Linked DNA regions of Mus musculus: regions 1, 2, 3, 4, 6 and 7 are each linked to region 5. A link is a contact called in public ChIA-PET, HiChIP or PLAC-seq and promoter capture Hi-C data. All regions are on one chromosome and are shown on one strand. The core of a region is the stretch at or near the end of the contact, and the rest is flanking DNA. Distances in the headings are between cores, read along the strand shown.

Region 1 (2,700 bases), core at 95-2,594, 500 kb before region 5:
AAGGCCAACTTGGTCTACATAGTTCCAGGACAGATGGGCCTACACAGGGAAATCCTGTCTTGAATTTCCGCTCCCCGCCCCCCCCAAAGGAAAAAAACAGACAGAAAGACAGACAGACAGACAGACAGACAACAAAACCTCCATAATTTAAGAGAACCAAGCCAGGTAGGACATGCCTGGTGGGACATGCCTGTAATCCCAGTAATTGGGAAGCAAGGCTAGCCTCCAATACATAACAAACTGAGGCCAGCCTGTGTTACATGAGACCCTGTCACACACATACACAAAACTTGGAAAGAAGGCTAGTGAGATGGCTCAGCATGTAAGAGCACTGACTGCTCTTCCAAAGGTCCTGAGTTCAAATCTCACATGGTAGCTCACAACCACCCACAATGAAATCTGACACCCTCTTCTGGTGCATCTGAATACAGCTACAGTGTACTGATTTATAATAAATAAATCTTTGGGCCTGAGTGACTGGGGTTGACCGGTCAATTCCCAACAACCACATGAAGTCTCATAACCATCTGTACAGCTACAGTATACTCATATACATAAAATAAATAAATAAAACTCTAAAAAACAAAGAAAGAAAACTTGGAAAGAATTTTAAAAAATTATTTGAGGAGGAAGAGAGGTGAATGTGCCCAGCAATCCAGATTTCAACAACTGTACAGGTTTTCATGGCCCTTTGGGTATTGTCAAGACCTCTCCTGTTTCATGCTGAGCCCACTACTCCTGGCTATCCCCTGGGAGCTAGATTTGTACCTACCGCTGGGCATTGGAATAGGATGGGGTAGCGCGCCCAGCTATTTAGCTGTGGGGGTGGGGGGGCACCAGGTATCCTTTGAAAGGGGATTTGAGGAGACTTATAAAGCAGCCAGTACCACCTCCCTCCCATGTCCCCCCCCGAAACTTCACCTAGAGAAGCGTGACCTCAGACCCCCGCGTGGTGCTCTCCAGGCTGCCCGCAGCCCTCTCCACCTCTAACCCGAATTCTCTCTGCATCAGAACGAGCCCTGCCTGGAGGGGGCTACAGGTGAGCCGCTGTGTGCGCAGCTTAGCTTGGCCTTTGGCGTGCGGGCCCTGGCTGCAGCGCTTGTGAAGCGGGTCGTGGGTGTCCCCGCGGAACTCCCTGCCCATCCAGTCGCCTGACCCTGCCTGGTGTCCGCGCCGCGGGGGCGTGGTAGGCCGGTTGCGGGACCATCAGGAAAGTCCCTTAGAGTGGCTGTCGCTGTCACCCACTCCAGGTACTCACCATACGGATCTGAGTGCTGATGAGCAGATAGGGCATGGTGCGTGGCTGGGGCTGCCCGCGACCACAGTCCCGTTACTCCCTGCTCTGTCCGCGGGCGGCGCTTGGCGGCCGTGCGGACACTGCACGAGCCAATCAGGAGCGCGCGCCGCGGTCCCGCCGCCCCAGAGACCTGGAAGCGGGCGTGTCCCCGCGGACTTCACTAGGAGTTGTGGCCATGGCGTACAGGGTGCCTGTCGCCCCTTTGCCCTCTTCCTGCAATACCTCCATGCTCAGGCTCCAAAGTCCGGCGGATGCCAGTCGGTTTCCGCCTGTCCCTAAAACGTAGCAGAGCGAAAACTGCGCTGAGGACTAAAGGGAAGCGGGGACTGCGTGTCCTCACCAGGACGCGTGCCTTGTGAACTTAAGTGCACGAGGCGAGGCGAGACGCGAGTGTCAGGTCCTGGGCAGTCCTGCGTCCTGGGGTCTGTCCTGGGGTCTGTCATTTTCAAGTGTGGCTGCGGGTCTTTGCATGCCTATCTATGGCCCTGCAAATTAAGTCTGTGCATCATCTACACTCTTGGCTGGGTGCCAGTCCTCTGGCTGTAAAGGCGCGGAACCTGTTCCTCCTGCAGGGAGCCTTGGGAGCACGCGCAGATCACAGGGTAACACCTGAGGCATAGAAACGTCGATCCCTAAGCCTGATGCCCAAGAGAGGGCGGCGAGTTCACAACTAGCTGGTCCACGCCCTCATCTAGAAGTAGACAGGTCAACATTCTTCAACCGACTCATTCTGATTGGTTCCCTAAAAAGCAAAGACGAACAAAATAGTTGCCCTGGAAAAGCATATAACCAGTTGCCCTGGAACACGCCCCGCCCCTGGCCTGGAAACCTGACCTTCTTACCTAACTGGTCTGATGTATTTATATGATCCTCTTCCTGTCCGGCACCAGCTCTCGCACCCCAACAATTAGCGAGAGGGATAAGACGCATCTATGTTTAACAAAGAGCTCGTTAAAGAGGCAGAAAGGGACGTGCTGTAATGCAGAGGTAGAGGGCAAAAACTGAGGTTCTAAATTTAACCCTCAGTCCTGGGACGGTGAAAATAAAAGTCTCATCAGGGAACCTATCAAGAACCCCTACAGGGGCTGGGATGATGCTCCGCTGATTCCATGGTTCGCTGAGTTTGATCCTAAGCTCCGTTGTAAGCCGGAACTGAGAGCTGGGATAAAATAAGCTCTTTTTCCCCTAAGATGCTGGGCTTGTTGTGGTGGTGGTTGTTGTTTGTTTTGAGTATTTTATCTCAGCAACAGGAAGGAAGAGAGAGAGAGAGAGAGAGAGAGAGAGAGAGAGAGAGAGAGAGAGAGAGGCAGAGAGAGAGAGAGACAGAGAGAGAGACAGAGAGAGAGACAGAGACAGAGAGACAGAGAGACAGAGACAGAGAGAGACAGAGAGAGACAGAGAGA
Region 2 (2,700 bases), core at 21-2,520, 380 kb after region 5:
GACCAGGCTGGCCTCGAACTCAGAAATTCGCCTGCCTCTGCCTCCCGAGTGCTGGGATTAAAGGCGTGCGCCACCACGCCCGGCTCATTGTCTGCATTTTAAGAATTGGTTCTACATCATCTTGGTAATCACTCAAAGGCATTTCATTGGGAAACAGGAAAAACCTGAAGTCCCAGACTAGAAGTAACTAGAGCAAGCCTGAGGGCTCCCAGGCTGCAGCAACCAGATGGCACCCTGGCAAGCAAGCCTCCGGGAAGCAAGCCATTCAGATCTCGTTCTCTATAATTCCACCAAGTGTACTCCTCCCCTGTACAGCTTTTAGTGAGCAACTCCCTCACCCCAACTTCTTCTCTTCTTTCTAAAACAAAGTCGATAGTTCCAATATACTTAAGGCCACACCATGAAATGGGGGTGCTAGGAATATATCTATTAAAGCTAATTAAAATATTCTCATTTTCTGGTTGCCCAGTGGGTCTGTTGGGAGAGATTAAAAAGTATCAAAGAAGGTCAGTTATAAAAAATTAAAACTGGGTCTGGTGATGGTATTCCCAAAGGAAGAGCTGCCCCGTGGCTGGAGCTCTGCCCACACTGAAGTGGGGTCAAGCTCCACCCTGATTCTTGATGGAGAAGGCTTTCCTCCAGGCTCCATGGATGCTTGTTTTCAGATTCTCTGAGATTTCTGTGTGTGCCTTTATGGTGTGTGTGTGTGTGTGTGTGTGTGTGTGTGTGTGTGTGTGTGTGTGTGTTTTGAGGGGGGAGGTGTTTTTCTTTCTATTTAAGGAATCCTGAGTGTAGTATTCCTGAGCTGCTGGGTTTGGTGAAGCTAGGTGTGGTTACTCCATCCAAATTTCCTGCTGTGCACATGAAACTGAAGATTCCTATGCTCTCTAAAGTTCTGATGTAGTAGGGTTAGATGTAGGGACTCTGTACTTTAGAAGTTTCGTGGTGATCCCAATGGTCATGTAGGTTTATGAACTATGGGCTTGGGGCTGGAGACTTGATGACATATGGTTACTCAGTAAGAAAACATCACAAGTGTTTACACACACACACACACACACATGCACACGCACGTTCCCACTTATTCAGGATAAGAGTTGCTTATACTGATGCCACTGTCACCATGGTGATAAGCTGAACGTAATGACGTATGGGCACTCCTCTGATTTGGAAGCCTTGCCAGGCATTTCTTACACACTTGACTCAGCAGTTAAGCACTAGATGCTTTTGCCAGCATCCCTCAGAGGTAGTCATTGTCAGGGCTTCCTCATCCAGGAAGCTGGTGTTGGACTCAGTGAGTCAGAGTCCTATAATGGGCACCCCCTGAGCCTGCCATGGGACCTACAGTGGGAATGTGCTGGCTTCCTGCTGTGGACTCAGTGGAAATGCTTCCCAGGGTGGAAAGAGCAGTCCAGCCCAGGAGCATGGGTGAAGGCTGGTGAGTCTGTTGCTAGTGGTCGTTTGGGACTTGACTACAGATCTGACTCAAACAACTTTGGAATGGATGGATCCAAGTGCTGAGGTGCCTAGCAGCCTCATGGTGCTACAAGAGGAGACTTAAACATGGGTGACAGGGTTAAAATTATGGATTGAAAATCCAAAATATATGTTGTTTCAAATATACAGACTGTGGGACCAGTGCAAAGTGACTCAGCTGGTAAAGGTGCGACCTTTACCTTGGAGTGCTACTTTAAGCTTGGAGACCATAGTCTGATGGCCAGAAGTTTCATAATGGTGGCTGACCACCACATATGCACCATGGCAACCCAACCCAACACAGGTGTGCATGCAAATGCACACACACACACACACACACACACACACACACACACACACACACACATTCAAAAAACAACATGAAAATCCTCAGGATTTTGATTCTCACAAAGGGAATAATTTATTTGTGAGAAGTTCTTTAAGGGATAAAGACTCTTCTAGCAGTGAAAATCAAATATACCGCAATGTGTACATCTCTTCATAGACAATATCTTCCAGTGGACTATTACATTAATAGATCCTGAGCATATTTTTAAGTCTTGCCTGTAACACTATGTAAAGAAAGATGCTTTGGTTAGACTCAAATCTGTGTACCAGTGACGAAAGGCTTCCAAATCAGGAGGATTCTCATAAATCATTATTGTTCAGCTTATCACCATGGTGACTGGTGGCATCAGTATAAACAACTCTTATCCTGAATAAGTGGGAGTCCGTGTGTGTGTGTGTGTGTGTGTGTGTGTGTGTGTGTGTGATCACTGTTGATGTTTTCTTGAGTCACTATCACCAAACTAATGCAGAGTGCTTTAGAGAATTCCTGGAAACAGCTGGCCCACATGTCTAGATGTATCAGTTGGTTTTTCTACATTGTCTAGAAGATCACAGAACATTGAGTTTGAGAAGACCTTGGCAGTAAGTTCTGTACATATTCAAGGACAAAGGCAGCTCCTTGGAGTGACTCTGCCTGGAGCTCTGGATAGCCTGTGCCCTGGATAGCAGGCTTAGTACCATGTCCTTCCCATAGCGTGTGGCTCTGCTGTCAGATTGGCTTACTAGCAGCATCCTTTGGGCAGATGCACAAGAGCAAGCAGTGTCCTAAGCGGGATGCCCTAGTTACAGAATGGACCAAGGAAGGATAGGCTGTGTGATACTGAAGGGTACCACAGGCTGATGGGCCCTGGCCAGCTTCACGGCCTTCAGGTTCCA
Region 3 (2,700 bases), core at 91-2,590, 310 kb before region 5:
CAGATCTGTACCCCCAGCCCTACTAGGATTAGAGGAGTGTGCCACCACTGCCCAGCTTCCTTTACCAATTCTTGGTGTGAAAAACCTAGCAGAATCTCTGGACAGACCAACAGGAAGAATAAGGTAGGAATCATCCTTCCTGGCAATAAAGGTTGTGTGGCCCATCCTAGGAGGACACAGGACCTCCCAAAGTAGAAGAGCTCGAGAAACAGAGCTCAAATCCCTTGGGGAGAAGAATAAGAAATCCGACTTTGTCCTGGGGGACCTGTTGGGCAGGAAGAGGATCCTTCCAAGCCTAGAGATTCCAGGGAGGGTTCTGAGAGCACTAGTCTGCTACACAAACTTCATCAGGCCCCATCTAGAAACCGTGCTCTGAACTGAGATGGTGAATCTAGATCTTAGGGAAGGTTGGGCCTGAGTCAGGCACAGCGAGGACAGCGTTTAGGACACCTAAAGGACAGGAATTAATGAGAGGGCCATATAACAGACAGCCAGAAATAGCCTAGAACGGGAAGACTGGGAACCAAATGGGAGCAGAAATGTGAGTTGAATACTTGGGTCACAGCTGATGGAGTTGTGTTAGCCTAAATTGCCAGGGGTCAGTATTGAGGCTGATGGAGGGTCTGGGGAAGAGTGGGACACGGGAGGAAGACAATGGCGACAGGAAGAGGAGGAGAAGGGAGAGGAGAAGAAGCAGCTAGAATCAGGAAGCTGGGTGGTGTATGCCTGTAATCCCTGAGTTCCGGTGGAAGCTTTAGGATCCAGAGTTTGAGACTCTATCTCAAAATAAACAGAGGATCAGATCAATTATAGGTATGAAAATGTCAGCTCTGTGTAGATAAATACAAAGCATTTGGGCGATGTCACAGTTTGTCATGTTTGTCCTCAAAACATAAGTTCGGGGAGCAGGCGAGGTTGTTAGCGCAGTGGTCAAAAATTCCTCTATCGCTGCACCACATACCAGAGCGAGCCTGCTTTCCTACCCTCCTGTGCCAAGACTGGCGGCCTCCAAAGAGCCACCCGAAAATTCGATCTAAAACGCTGTTCTAATGAGGCTGATCTCAGGCTCGCGCATGGCTGGCGCAGTGCAGACCGGGGGGGCTGCACAGCCGCGGCCTGCACTGTATCAGCACCGGGTTCACCCAGCGCTCCGTCTCCGCCTCGCCGGCGGCGGTGCTGGCACCGGCATCGGCTGCCCCAAGTTCACGCTTGCGCGACCCGCACGTTCCCTCGGTCCCAGCCCCAGGGAGCCGCACGGCAGCAGGACTAAGACCTTGATCCTGACCCGGCCGGGGATGCGTGGCCGGGCGCTCCGCGGCTCGCGAGGGCTGGGAACTGCAGCAAGTGCCGGAGTCACGAGCAGGGGGCGCTCAAGGGATGCCCCGAGTCAATACCGGGTGGGGCGGAAAGAGAAGGTCCTGTCACTCGCTGAACCATGGGCCCACTAGGGTAGCTCCCTAGAGGCTCGGTGTGGGCGAGAAGCCACCGGAGGGAGTGATGAGGTCCCCGAGGGGCGGAACAGCTACTCGCTGCTCGCTGGGCGCCTTCCACCGGCGTGAAGCTAAGTGGAGAGCGGCAGAGAATAATTTGCGTCCAAACGAGGGAGATTTTCCGGTCTGTAGGGAGGAAGAATTGGAACACATTATAACCGCACCCCCACCACACAAACGCCCACCAGAAGATGCAAAACCCCGTTGTCGTTATACAAACACGTGTGCCGGGGAGCCCACTATAACCACATCCCCACCACACAAGAGCCAAGACCCTTTTGTCGTTACACAAACACTTGTGCAGGGGCCAAGCAGATTCCTTTGCCAGAACACGTAGACACGAAGCGCCACCTAAAAAATCTGTCACTCATTAAACACAAAACCCGAATCTAGGACTGTGCCAGACACATTCAGGATAAGGCAGTCATGGGTGTTGTTTGCAACCTGACTTTCCTGACTGTACCCTTCAAGGCAGGGCTTGGTAACTCTCCCACTCCTCCCTAGAAATCCACTTACACAGCGCTTTCGTAGAGCACGTGGATTTTATTGAAGGCTTCTAGAGGAAAGCAAAGAAAGGACATGTACGCATAGGGCAGGGGGCACAGCCCTTCATTCGTCCAGAAAGTTCTTTCTTTTTGCCTGTTTGGCTGTTTCTTACGGCCCCTTTATTTGAGCAGCGTCTGAATCATGCCTACTTGAACCGCACCCCCACGCCCTTCCAAGAGACTTTGCCACATCTTCACCCGTTTGTGCAGAGAGGAGGGGGGGGGCTTGCATCTCCTAAATTGCTCACTGGCACGCACACTTGCTTACTCCAGGCAACCTGCTCAGCATTCCCTGCAGTTAGTCAACAACACCCCACCTCCACCGTCTTTCTCTTTCTTTCTGTAGGAGGAGATGGCTAGGCATCCTCGAGTGCATGCGCAGGCCAGAAGCCAATGCAGGTGTCTTCCTTTATCGCTCTCCATCTTGATTTTTTTTTCAATTTGCAATTCTTTGCAAACAATTTTATTTGTTTGCGTTTCCACGTGTCTGTACAGATTCACACCTGTAGGAGCCAGAGGACAACTTGTGGGAGTCATTCTCTCCTGACATGTAGGTCCTGTGCATCAAACTTGAGTTCTCAGGCTGGTGGCAATAACCTATGCCCATTGAGACATCTCATCAGCCTTGCCTTATTTTCTGAGATGGGGGGTCTCTTCCTGAACCT
Region 4 (2,700 bases), core at 104-2,603, 370 kb before region 5:
GCTTTCTTTGTGACGGAGTAACAGCTCTAGAAAGTGGGAATAATGGGGCTCAGGTGTTAAGAGTGCTTGCTGCTCTTCCAAAGGACCAGATTCAGTTCCCAGCACCCACACCAGGAGTCTCACAACCTTCTACAGACACCAAATGGAAGACATACATATAATTTTTTTTAAAGTTACCCCAACATTTTTTTAATCATTGGGAACAAGGAATAACCAAAGAAACATGTTGACAATCATTGGAGGCTGTGTAAGAGAGATAGTTTTAATTTTAGATAGGATTTTCACTTGCAGTTCAGATTGACCTAGAACTCCACAGCCTCATGCCCTCAGCTTTAGAATGCTAGGGTTACAGGCACTACTACATCTGGCTATTGAAGGTGTTATAAACTCTCTCTCTCTCTCCCCCTTCCCACACTACCATCATCTTCCATACGTCTTTGGTGCCATTTGTACATTTGTCTGTCTGTCTGGTGGACCTCCTCCTACACTAAGCTGGGGCCCATAAGACGTCTTTTTAAAAATATATATTTATTTTATGTATATGAGTACACTGTAGCTGTCTTCAGACACCAGAAGAGGACATTGGACCCCATTACAGATGGTTGTGAGCCACCATGTGGTTGCTGAGAATTGAACTCAGGACCAATGAAAGAGCATTCAGCGCTCTTAACCACTGAGCCATCTCTCCAGCCCCACCATAACAAGTCTTCTGTGTTCTGAATTCACACTCACAATACCTATAGCAGAGTAGGAGCTTAGTATTTTTTTTTTAACTAAATGAAGTCTCAGGAGTCAGTGAATTGAGGCCCCGATATCCTAAGTCACTGACATGCTCTAACTTGAGATAGTCACGAGGTAAAGGTAACACAAATATTCAGAGGATTGTTTGGGAGATAATTGATACACGATTTACTGACCCCAAATCTGTATTTTCACCTAATATTGGGATACACACTGAAAACAATCCAAGCAAGGGCCGTTGGAAGGGGATGCGCCTAGAGCCTTGGGGCTTTGAGGACCATCTAGTTTTGTAAGATAAGCAGGGACCTTATTTCAGAAGGACTTTAGAAATCAAGATCTCTGGGGACCAAGAAAAGTCTAGAAAACTGGCTTCCCTAGCCGAGTCTGGGATGGGTGGTGAAAAGCTGGAACTCTGGAGCCTGCAAAGAATCAATCCGGTCCTGGAGAGTTAAGGTACTAAACTCTGGACAGGAGATTCCATCGTTTCCTGGCAACCACTAGTTCCGCCCACCGATTGCCCGCCTCTGGGCGTCATTAACTATTTTACCAATCAACTCATAGAACGACAGAAAATCAGACATCAATTGGAGGGCTTCTCAGCTCCGTCACTCAGAGACTCCGCCCCTCCCCGATTCTTCCTGACTGCCAGCGACAAACCTGAGCCGGGCGTTTGGAAACTGCTGGGCAGGTAATTGCGGTAGGTGAGGGGCCGCGGTGTCCCGTGTTTAGCATCTCCTACTATGGCCTGACCCCGAAACACAACTGAGGGTATCAGGGGCCGGATCGTCAAGACCAGTGATTTGTTTAGGCCGGGGTGACTGAGGCCTGGGATCTGGACACACGTTTTCCTCTACCGTTCTGAAGGTTCCCGGGGTCAGGGACATGCCTCACCCCACCCCACCCCCGAGTGAGTGCAGACTTGGGGTTTGGGTGTGTAGAGTACTTCCACGGAGATTCTAAGGACTTCGTGACATATCTGACCTTCTACTACTATCTACTTTGGGCCCTCGCGCTGGCTGGACTTGGCTGGAATTCAGACTTTGCCCTTGTCAGCTTTCCTGATCTTTAAAAGCCCTCTTAAAAGAAGGCGTCGACCGATTCCATAAACCTAGATGGTTATGGAAGCCCCTAGACTCTATGCATAGCCCTTCTCCCATCTCGGCGTGGGCGACTTTCAGTGTGTTTCCCAAGCAGGCATAGTGTTGGTGCTGGGTGAAAATAAGGATTTGGAAGCAAAACATCATATACCAGCAATGCTGCTTTGAGCAAACTGCTCATTTGATCTTGTTATTTCCTCTTCCTGCTTCTTCCTCGCCCTTTTCCTGCTCCACTTCCTTCTTCCTCACCAGCTCCTGGAATTCATGCTCTTTTCTGCCTCAGACTCCTTAGTGCAGGAGTACAGATGTGCTTCACCATTCCTAAATGTGTCTCTAAAATGATGAGAATGCCTCTCTTTCATTATTTACATTCAGTGCTAATTATTTGGTTGAATACACATTGCATACACTTATTCAATTATCGCACTTTACAGCAAAAATATGGGCAATTAAAATAGTAATAATAAAAAAATAAAGTGGAAAAAGTATGAATAGGGGTGTGGAGGAACTTGAAGTACACAGCCCTGCTGCCACTGTAATACACACTTAACCTTGCGCTATGATGACTTTTCACCAAGCCCATTTTTGCTGTTTTCACATGTGAGGGACAATGTAAGACTGTCAGTCTGTGTCCCACTGAAGACACCCTAACTGACCATGATAGAACAGCTGTATGAGGGAGGTCTGCAGACAGCACAGTAGTTAGCCACGGATGCACCATGGGAACATAGAGAGTCTTGTGTTCATTGAATATGTAAAATGCAAGGGCTGGGGCTGTAGCTTCTCAGATTCATTTGTGGAGCCTCATCCTGTAGGTGAAGGCTGTTGTGAGGCAGCAGAATCCACTGTCCAGCCCATGGTA
Region 5 (2,700 bases), core at 59-2,558:
CCACAGTGGAGACCTTACCTTGGCACTCCTTCTGGGCAGCTGGGCCTCACCCTCTCCCACTGTAGGCTGGTGCTTGTCTGGAGCCCAGAAGCTTGGTGCTACCTTTAGGCAAAAAAAAAAAAAGAAAGAAAAAGAAAGACCCCGGTGATTTTCTCTTTCAGCCGCTTTTCCCCAGAAGGTCCCTGATTGGTGTCATCTCATCTCTGTGGGCACAACCTCCCTGCCTGCGGCAGCTTACTCACCAATGTGCCTAAAAGCCTGCCAGTTGTGTGGAGGAGGTAGGGGGCCCACACCCCTCTGCCTGTCACACATAGGGGCATGCCTGAAAGGGGGTTTCAGGGTGGCCCCCAGCCGAGCCCCGGCCTGTAGCCTGCTCATTGGATGTGTCTTTGAGCTCAGCAGGGACACACATAGGAGCTGAACAGCTCTGCCTGGGAGAGTGATAAGATCCTTGTTAGAAAGGTGTTCTCTGGGCACTCAGGGCTGTCAGGAAGACAAGAGATGAACCTGCACACCCATGCCTATTAGTTTAGTTCCTAACACTTGGCCAGGCCTCAGGACCACGTCCTACCTTGGCATCTGGCCACGTCTCTGTCCTGTGGTCCCAGCCAGGGCTTGGGCCTGCCCGAGCAGGCAGCTGTCCTTCTGTCTGCTCAGGCCACGTGTTTGCTGTCCCTTCTCCCCAACATGCACTCAAGACTAGGCTGGCCCAGCATCGATCAGAATCAACCCCTGTCAGGTCCCCATCCCAGCTCTCTGCTGACCAGCGGCTGTCCTCAGATCTGGCTGGGCGCATACGCACTGTGACACACCCTCACCCTCTCACACACGTGGGTCCACACCCAGTACAGAGCCACCTACCTGCACAGGCCTGCCTATGCCAATCCAGTCTTGCTCTCCAAATACCAGTGACCCTGGAAGCCACACGTTTCCTTTTACAGAAAGATCCCCTTGAGAGGTGAGCGCAAAGGCAGCCCAGAAGGACTCCAGTCGGTGTGGACTAGACTCCCCTTCTCTCCCAGAACCTTCAGAGGACACACGGGCAGCCCGAACACCATGTCTGCTATTGTATTCTGCCAGCCGAGGTCTCTCCATGGGCACCTCTGGCTCCCTCCGTGCCTTCCATGTCCTTAGGGGGTAGTGGCAGCTTCCGGGCGAGTTCCATTTTCCTCCAAGCCGAGGTAGGGCGGGGAGAGTTAGAAGGGGCGGGCCTCAGGGACACCTCCAAGTTTTCAGCTCCCCAAATAATCAGATGCAAAGGGGGAAGGAAGAAAAGCCAGGGTGGGTGGGTGACTCAGTGGCGGTGGGCCGGCTTAGTCACCTGGATGGCTGCTTGCTGCTCCCGGCATGTCAGGAACCGAGCAGTGCCCTCCCCCCACCTGCTGTGGTCTGCCGCTGCTGTCAGGAAGAGCTGGCCGTGGAGCCCCCGGTGTGTTCAAGCTGCGGAGCAAGCGACAACCGCTCCCGCCTTCCTCTGGTCAATCGATCAGGGCCCGGCAGCCCCGGCCGCGGCGCACCCCTCCTCCACCGTGCACCCCAGCTCACTTTGGGATTTCTCCATTAGAATCTCAGGCAGCGACCTGCTCCTGTAGGGCGCGAGCAGCTCCAACGTTGCCTGGCAATTTTGATATCGTCGGGGGTTGCCATGGGGAGGAGGGTGATGTCATTGACACAAAAAAACCCACTGAATTTACAAATCAGCTGGGGCTGGAGCTATTTATAAAAAAACACGTTTCTTACTGCTTTCCTTTGCTGAGGGGGAGGAGGGAGAGAAAAGACTGAGGGGTGGGATTCAGAGGAGCCTACTGTAGTTCACCTCACCGTTGTTCCCCAGAAACCAGACCTTCTTGGCTCACAGCCAAGCCTAACCCCCTTCCCATCCGCGCCCCAGGTTTGCAGCTGTGGGTCTCAGCCCTGGCAGGCGTGGCCACACCTGGGCTGCACGTTCTCATCTGGTTTTGTCCTAAAGGGCAAAAAGGGTGAGGATGGAGGGTGGGGTACTCAGCTCTGTGGGTACCATCTTTCTGTTCTCCCCTGCTCCAGCATCGCCCCTCCCACAACTAGAAACAGTTGCATGGGAGGAAAGGAGACTCAGGATGCCCACCTGCTGGTTCCCTGAAGAGCACTCCGTAAGCATGGCCCCTCCCTCACTGTCTTGAGCCTCCTGCCTCCTTCACTGGTCATTTTCTCTCATGTCCATCTGGGAAGTGCCCAAATTCCCGTCTTAGCCAATTGTTTGCCTTTTCCCTTTTCCCAGGCATCATTCCATAATCTCTCTGTGGCTTCCTCTAAACTCTGCTGAAGGCTGACCTCAAACCTATGTGGTAGCTGCCCCATTGTGAACAGTCCAGCCCACACTGCCCACCACGTGTTCCTAGACCCACAAGTACTGCCACGAGAAAGCTAGAAGTCTTCTGATTCTAACTACCCAAGGGGGCACTAAAGTATTCACATCACTTTTGAACATTCATTCTTAAAATGTGGCTAACTCCCTGAGCTCTGAATTTTCAGTCTTGAGCTCACATCTCAGCTCTATTGTTCACTAATTGAGTGACTCTGGCCTGCTGTTTAATCAACTGAACCTCAGTGTCATCATCTATAAAATGGAAACAATTTCACCTGCCTCCCAGGATTATGGGAATTCCGTAGACAAAGCTGCCCGGCCAGGGACTGTCCATCCGAGAGCTTGGTAAACATCAG
Region 6 (2,700 bases), core at 194-2,693, 260 kb before region 5:
AGCCACTGTGGACAAGGACCTCCAAGGACAGTCCTTACCACTGAGATATGGAGACACCTAGAGAAACCAGGAAGCCACCCAGAGCCAGGAGTTTCTCTGAAAGACATCCCAAAGCTGATATCATTAAACCCAAACTCCAAAAGGTGCTGGCCTACTGTCATTGGTGACAGGCTTCCTTGGTGACATTGGGCAGTGGGTAAGCAAAGAGGGAGAAGTCCAGGATATACTTAGGTAGCACATCTTGAAGCAGGGCCCGTGGAACATTGCACAAGTGGTAATGCAGACTTTCTGGGCTGGCTGGCCGGTACCAGGCCTGGCGAGCTGGGAACCGGACATGGGGTGGGGCCCGCACCCACTCCAGCACCTGGTTGGCATCAGCCTCCAGCCTCTCATAGGAACCCACGAAGTCGTAGTGCACAGCACATGGTTGGCACAGGTGGTACACAGGCATCCAATGCTCATTCATATGTTCAGGATCCTCATCCACCAGGTATCTCAGGAACTCTGGGAAGGTGACATCGTCCCCTGCAGGGCTGGGGCCAGCTCCAGCCCTGTAGCGCCTGACAATTTCGGCCCCATATCGCTGCTGGTACTCTCGGATCTCTCCAAACTTGTTACGGTAAGCAGACAGGAGGCGTTCCAAGGGGTCTCGCACAAACAGGAACTTGAAGTAGTGCTGCAGACGGTAGCGAATCTCCTCAGGCCGCAGGTCTGCCAGAAACACCAAGTCACTGCGGTGGTCCATCTTGAGGCGGACATCCACGTTGTTCAGGATGCCAGCCAGCACCTTCAGCACACGTTTCCAGTTAGAGCAGGCCACTTTGGGGACATAGCAGTAGAGGAAGCGGTAGCGGTCACTTACGAGAATGTGGCGCAGCAGGGTGCGCCGCTGTCCCACCGGCAAGTCCCAGGGGTCCCGGGGCATGCCTGGTTGTCCGCACACGGCCCTCAAGGTCCGGTTTCGGATGTCCTCCCTCACTTGCAAGTCCGAGTCCCCAGCATCCAAGGATAGGCCTCTAGGCTTAGGATCTGTCCCGCTCCAGGCCGCGCCTTTGTGGCTGGGAGGGTGCAGGGGAAGGGGTTTCATCTCCGATAGGATGCCTCGCTCGATCATGAGCAGCAGTCCGCTGGAGGCCACGATTACAGCGAACATCAGCATGGACGGCAGCAGCAGGGGCGGCCCCCCGAGCCCAGCCCGGGCCCGGCCCAATGGGGCCCGCCTTGGCGTGCGGCCCAGGGTCTCCGCGCTTTTCGGGGCAGCCAGTGGGGTCAGAGGGCGGGGAAACATGGTGCTGCGGCCAGACCTCGCCGACCTCGAGGCTGCAGGGGAGGTGACTGCAGCAGGGGCTGGAGGTCTCGGGAGGGGAGGGATAGTGGGTGGCCAGCTCCCGGGGTGCAGGCAGGGACCAGGGCCGGATGTCCCGCCCGGCCGCTCTTCTCTCCCCGCCCCTCCCTGATACAGGCGCGAGGGCGGGCCCACGTTGTGGGGCGGGGAGAGGGGCGGGTGCCCGAGTCCTAGGAGCTAGTTGCGGGAGGCCGCAGGCGGACCCTAGCCCGGGAGAGAACTCATGAGCCTGGGCCACTCCAGACAAAATGAGACCTGGAAAGCAGGAGCTACTGAGATCCCGTGTCTCTTTAACACGTGTCCTCTTGGTGCTCCATTTAAGATTTGCACCCTCCATCCTGCTTTAAACTGCTCTGGAACCGCTGTCCCTCCAGCTGTGACCTGAATGCAGGACAACCCACCACTCAGTCGGTCTAGACATAAAGGAGATCTGTCCTGACCGGAAGCATGGTCCTTAGCCGCTTGTACCAGTCCCAGCCCAGGGCAGGGCCACTCTGTCAAGCTCTGGCTAATGTCTCCATGGTGACATTTTGCTTTAGTAATTCCTAGGGACTAGTGCTTATCTACTGAGCAATGCTGATCTGTCTGTAAAAGGAATCTCCCCTGCCAAGTCTGAAGCAGTAGGCTAACTGGGACACTCTGGTCGGAGGCTATGGACAAGTACCTCGGGACCACGTATGGCCAATATATACTTCAGGACAACCTACAAGTACAACGCAGCAACCACAGAAAGGCCTCTTTGCTTGGAGCCAAGATGTACCCAGTGGCAACAGATTGGTCAGAGTACTTTGAACAGCAGCATACAACTAGTCCCTAAGCACTACAGCTTGACTTCGTGTGGGGCCCCAACAAGGCTTAAGACAACAGAACTGGGGAACAAATCACGTTTTTTTGTTGTTGTTGTTGTTGTTTGTTTTTAACTATTTCCTATAGTCATCAGCCACTTGACAGTAGATTCTGTGGCTGTTCACATTGTATGGACTCTGGGGTAGCTGTGACTGAAGGTTTTGTTGTTGTTGTTGTTTAGGTATGGGTTTCACTGGCTAGCCAAGGCTGACTTTCAGACCCAATTCCTAGTCATGACAGCACATTAGATGGGAGGACGAAGAATTGACTTTGGTACAGGTTATGCCCAGAGGATGATGAAAGGACTGGGTGGGAATGGTGAGACTATGAAGCTGATTAGGCAGATGAGGGGGTCTGAGGGATAAAGTGACGTGTGTGTGTGTGTGTGTGTGTGTGTGTGTGTTGTTGTTGTTCAGAGAGCCACACAGAAAACATGGGGTAAATGTCTGAACTGGGAGGTTCAGTGGCTTTAAAGTTGGATGCTGGGTGCATCTCAGGCCACTTCTGAC
Region 7 (2,700 bases), core at 144-2,643, 270 kb after region 5:
GCTAACTGGGATCAGCTGTAAATTCTTAGGATTATCAGTATCATTACCTAAAAGTGGCTGATGGTTTTCCTTCCATTTTCCTGCACCTTGGGAACATAAAACTAAAAAAACTAAAAAAAAAAAAAAAAAAAAAAAAAGCCAGCTGGGTCTCCCTGAGTCCCCTGCACATTCTGTAACACTATTCTGGTGGCCTAGGCCCTACTTCCTGGTTCCCTGGAAACAGAGAAGTTGCCAGATGACCTGTAGGTTATCTTACTATTTACAAGAAGCATGTATAACTGTATGTAAAGTTACAAATAAGGCCTAAAAAAGTAAGCTTCCCGCCGGCAGCAGGGGTTTTGTGCATGTTTTACCCATGACTGTGTTCCTAGCGTCTAAATCATTAAATTAAAAAGTATATTGGTTTAGTGGGAGAATCTTGGCCCTGACAGCTTAAGTAAAGCCTTTTCCTAAAGAAATACTAGATATAGAGAAAAGACAGACATTGTGAGTTAAAGAAGTAAGGCAGATGGAGGAAAGAAGTACTTTCAAACTTCAGGAACATTTTAGTTCGGCAGATACACTATTCAAGGATAGGGAGAGACTGTCACTGCCCTCAGCTTAACTTCCACACAAAAAAGGAAAGTGATGTTTTAAATAGAACTCGGTAAACACTGCATTACAGCGACAATAAACATGTTCTATACCTATTCCTCAAAAGTCTCGGAGGAAGGTACAAAAAGTTCTTCCACACAGGAAACGGGATTTACACAGTGTGACCTGGGAGTTTGTTTGCTGAGAGCACAAGACCTGGACCCACGCCCCCTAAGCATCCCCAGCACAAAGTAGCAATGAGTGACTATGAATGTGCAGTCACAACCCACCTCGAGGCCTGGGGCGAGTCAGTGTGGGGAAGAATGGTTGGAAGGACGAAGGGTGGTTAGGGGACGTCAGTGGGAATAAGAAGCACAGCAGAGAGAGGAGCCCGACCGGGGAAAAAAGAGAATTCAGGCCAGGTGCTGCCTTCTCAAGACCAGTGGCGGCGCAGAGGCAGAAAGTGAGGGTAGTGGAACTGCAATATGAAAAGCCTTTAGGATCTAAGTGGTCGCCCCAGACTGGAGGCGTCTGGCTGGGTTCCTAGACTGGAGAACACCGGGCCAGACCAACCACGTTCCTACCCGTCCGCGCGCATCCGGCCGCAGATCCTGGAAGTCCGAGCCGTAAATGGCCTCCAGGGCCTGCAGCTCGTGGTCCTGTCGCTGCGAATAGCTCTCCTGTGGCTCAGCCCGGCCGCGTCCAGAGGCCCCGCGGCCCCCAGCCATGGCGGCCGGGGCAGGCGCAGCGGCCTAGGCGAGGTAGCGGTGATTCTGGGGTGGGTAGGGGAGCTCCAGCCCGCGCCGTGACCGAACTGAGGGCGGGGCCTCGAGTCGGAGTCGGGTCTGGGGGAGGGGCCTCGAGCTGATGACAGGTCTAGGGGGTGTGGCTCTGCTCTGGGGAGGCGCTTTAAAGACAGGATCTCCAGCGGGAGACGAACCTGGGGGCGGAGTCTCGAGCTGAAGACCGACCTAGGGGCGTGACTCTGAGCAGGTGAGAGGGCCTTGGGCGGAGCCTAGGCCAGGAGGCGGGTCTGAAGGCGGGGTTCTCCGCGGCTGACTCGTTTGGCCCACTCCGGAGAAGGCCAGTGGGCGGGGTTTTGCTCCAACTTCTCATGGCCCAAGACTTCTAATAAAACAAGAGTAGGGGAAAGCTTTGCCTTCTTCCTGAGGGGAGAAATTGAGTCAGGAATTGCCAACACACTTTGGAGAGCCAGTCTCTTAGGTCAAAGTGACAACACATATTAGTTTTCACAAAACAAGTATGTAGCAGAAACAGGCGCTGGAACTCCTTCACCCTGCCTGGCTAGAGAGAGGAAAATTTTAGAGCGCAGTCATGAGTTAAATCGTTTATCTTACCTGACCTTCCCAGAATGAGACTACTGGGAGGAAAAAACCGTAAACCCTGTTTCCCACATTCGTTACCCTTGAATCATTAATTAAATGTCTCATGCATGCTCTCTGGACTCTCTGAAATTCTCTCCTTGCATTTTCAAATCCCACAAAGAGAATTATCCGACCAGTTCATTTAATGTAAATTTGAGCATTCACATTCATGTAAAATGTTGCACCCTACTTTACATACTTAAGGGATGTATTTGTGTCCATATGAGTCAGGGTCTCCCTCTGCAGCATGGTCTGGCCTTGAATTCATAGTAATCTTCCTACTTTATCCTCTCAGCGCTAGGATCATGAGACTGTGCCACCATCCCTATTTGACCATATTTTTTTTTCACGCATATAAGTAACCTATCTATTCAGACATTGCTATTGCTTTGTTGTCTACCTGCTGTAGCTTAATTCAGAAAAAAAATGCACTATCATGCCTCGAGTTAGGTTAGGTGACATGTCTCTGTCAATCTTGTTTGCATCTATCTTGTTCACTTAGTAATGTTGACTTAGGCATCTCACCTTCAGACCACTCTGATCAGACAAGGTAACACAAAGGCCTTTTAGAAACCACCTCCTCCCTCCTTCAGCTGGAGACCTGTTCTGTTTCCAGGGACCCCTGCCTGGATACATGGCAGAACTCAACAAACAGTGAAGATATTTGTTGAGTGCTGCCTTTTTTTTTTTTTTTTCAGCTCTCACATTCAAACTGTCATCATGTCCTCAGTTTCCCCCTAAG

What was found. Promoter capture Hi-C pulls out the DNA fragments that hold promoters and counts their contacts. ChIA-PET counts read pairs in DNA pulled down with a chosen protein or histone mark. HiChIP or PLAC-seq counts read pairs in DNA pulled down with a chosen protein or histone mark. Capture Hi-C pulls out chosen DNA fragments and counts their contacts.
Region 1: a contact with region 5 is called in a promoter capture Hi-C map of fetal liver, with 5 times the contacts expected there. The contact joins the promoter of Gchfr here to the promoter of Pak6 in region 5. A contact is called at or near these places in 3 of 39 promoter capture datasets (the SN4741 cell line, fetal liver and frontonasal cranial neural crest) and 1 of 115 datasets of contacts at active chromatin or transcription factors (pancreatic cancer cells).
Region 2: a contact with region 5 is called in an HNF4G HiChIP or PLAC-seq map of pancreatic cancer cells. The contact joins the enhancer-like site here to the promoter of Pak6 in region 5. A contact is called at or near these places in 4 of 39 promoter capture datasets (the 3T3-L1 cell line, cranial neural crest, hippocampal neurons and 1 more) and 3 of 115 datasets of contacts at active chromatin or transcription factors (embryonic stem cells, pancreatic cancer cells and stem cell-derived neural progenitor cells).
Region 3: an H3K4me3 HiChIP or PLAC-seq map of forebrain shows a contact between it and region 5, with 3 times the contacts expected there. The contact joins the enhancer-like site here to the promoter of Pak6 in region 5. A contact is called at or near these places in 6 of 39 promoter capture datasets (the C10 cell line, the HPC-7 cell line, embryonic stem cells and 2 more), 7 of 484 Hi-C or Micro-C datasets (the G1E-ER4 cell line, LSK cells, cortical neurons and 3 more), 13 of 115 datasets of contacts at active chromatin or transcription factors (acute myeloid leukemia, astrocytes, bone marrow-derived macrophages and 7 more) and 2 of 9 other capture datasets (adipose tissue and liver).
Region 4: a contact with region 5 is called in an RNA polymerase II ChIA-PET map of memory CD8 T cells, with 8 read pairs. The contact joins the promoter of Ccdc32 here to the promoter of Pak6 in region 5. A contact is called at or near these places in 1 of 39 promoter capture datasets (the C10 cell line), 1 of 484 Hi-C or Micro-C datasets (LSK cells), 2 of 115 datasets of contacts at active chromatin or transcription factors (embryonic stem cells and memory CD8 T cells) and 1 of 9 other capture datasets (pancreatic islet).
Region 6: a promoter capture Hi-C map of liver shows a contact between it and region 5. The contact joins the promoter of Chst14 here to the promoter of Pak6 in region 5. A contact is called at or near these places in 7 of 39 promoter capture datasets (the C10 cell line, the HPC-7 cell line, cranial neural crest and 3 more), 1 of 484 Hi-C or Micro-C datasets (embryonic stem cells), 7 of 115 datasets of contacts at active chromatin or transcription factors (embryonic stem cells, epiblast stem cells, forebrain and 2 more) and 3 of 9 other capture datasets (adipose tissue, liver and pancreatic islet).
Region 7: a contact with region 5 is called in an RNA polymerase II ChIA-PET map of effector CD8 T cells, with 22 read pairs. The contact joins the promoter of Eif2ak4 here to the promoter of Pak6 in region 5. A contact is called at or near these places in 7 of 39 promoter capture datasets (the 3T3-L1 cell line, cranial neural crest, hippocampal neurons and 4 more), 1 of 484 Hi-C or Micro-C datasets (embryonic stem cells), 2 of 115 datasets of contacts at active chromatin or transcription factors (effector CD8 T cells and pancreatic cancer cells) and 2 of 9 other capture datasets (adipose tissue and pancreatic islet).

The regions. Positions count from the first base shown.
Region 1 is chr2:119,166,432-119,169,131 of GRCm38.p6, reverse strand. Gchfr (GTP cyclohydrolase I feedback regulator) reads right to left here and starts at 1,344. Exons shown (of 3, transcript NM_177157.4): 1 at 1,259-1,344. The coding sequence starts at 1,294.
Region 2 is chr2:118,286,406-118,289,105 of GRCm38.p6, reverse strand. All of the region lies in intron 1 of Gpr176 (G protein-coupled receptor 176), which reads left to right. Among named protein-coding and RNA genes, the nearest start is that of 1700054M17Rik, 17 kb to the left of the region's middle. Within about 2 kb of position 1,270, at least 46 of the 459 cell types and tissues checked have an H3K27ac peak or open chromatin away from gene starts, as enhancers often do. A contact at or near this core is called in pancreatic cancer cells, where this site is marked.
Region 3 is chr2:118,975,126-118,977,825 of GRCm38.p6, reverse strand. No RefSeq gene overlaps it. Among named protein-coding and RNA genes, the nearest start is that of Gm39914, 12 kb to the left of the region's middle. Within about 2 kb of position 1,340, at least 150 of the 459 cell types and tissues checked have an H3K27ac peak or open chromatin away from gene starts, as enhancers often do. A contact at or near this core is called in the G1E-ER4 cell line, the HPC-7 cell line, bone marrow-derived macrophages and 7 more, where this site is marked.
Region 4 is chr2:119,028,046-119,030,745 of GRCm38.p6, reverse strand. It overlaps Ccdc32 (coiled-coil domain containing 32), which reads left to right and starts at 1,353. Exons shown (of 4, transcript NM_199310.2): 1 at 1,353-1,429.
Region 5 is chr2:118,662,185-118,664,884 of GRCm38.p6, reverse strand. Pak6 (p21 (RAC1) activated kinase 6) reads right to left here and starts at 1,308. Exons shown (of 11, transcript NM_001033254.3): 1 at 862-1,308; 2 at 19-102.
Region 6 is chr2:118,925,240-118,927,939 of GRCm38.p6, reverse strand. It overlaps Chst14 (carbohydrate sulfotransferase 14), which reads right to left and starts at 1,443. Exons shown (of 1, transcript NM_028117.3): 1 at 1-1,443. The coding sequence starts at 1,288. The coding sequence ends at 158.
Region 7 is chr2:118,387,310-118,390,009 of GRCm38.p6, reverse strand. It overlaps Eif2ak4 (eukaryotic translation initiation factor 2 alpha kinase 4), which reads right to left and starts at 1,393. Exons shown (of 39, transcript NM_013719.3): 1 at 1,158-1,393. The coding sequence starts at 1,301.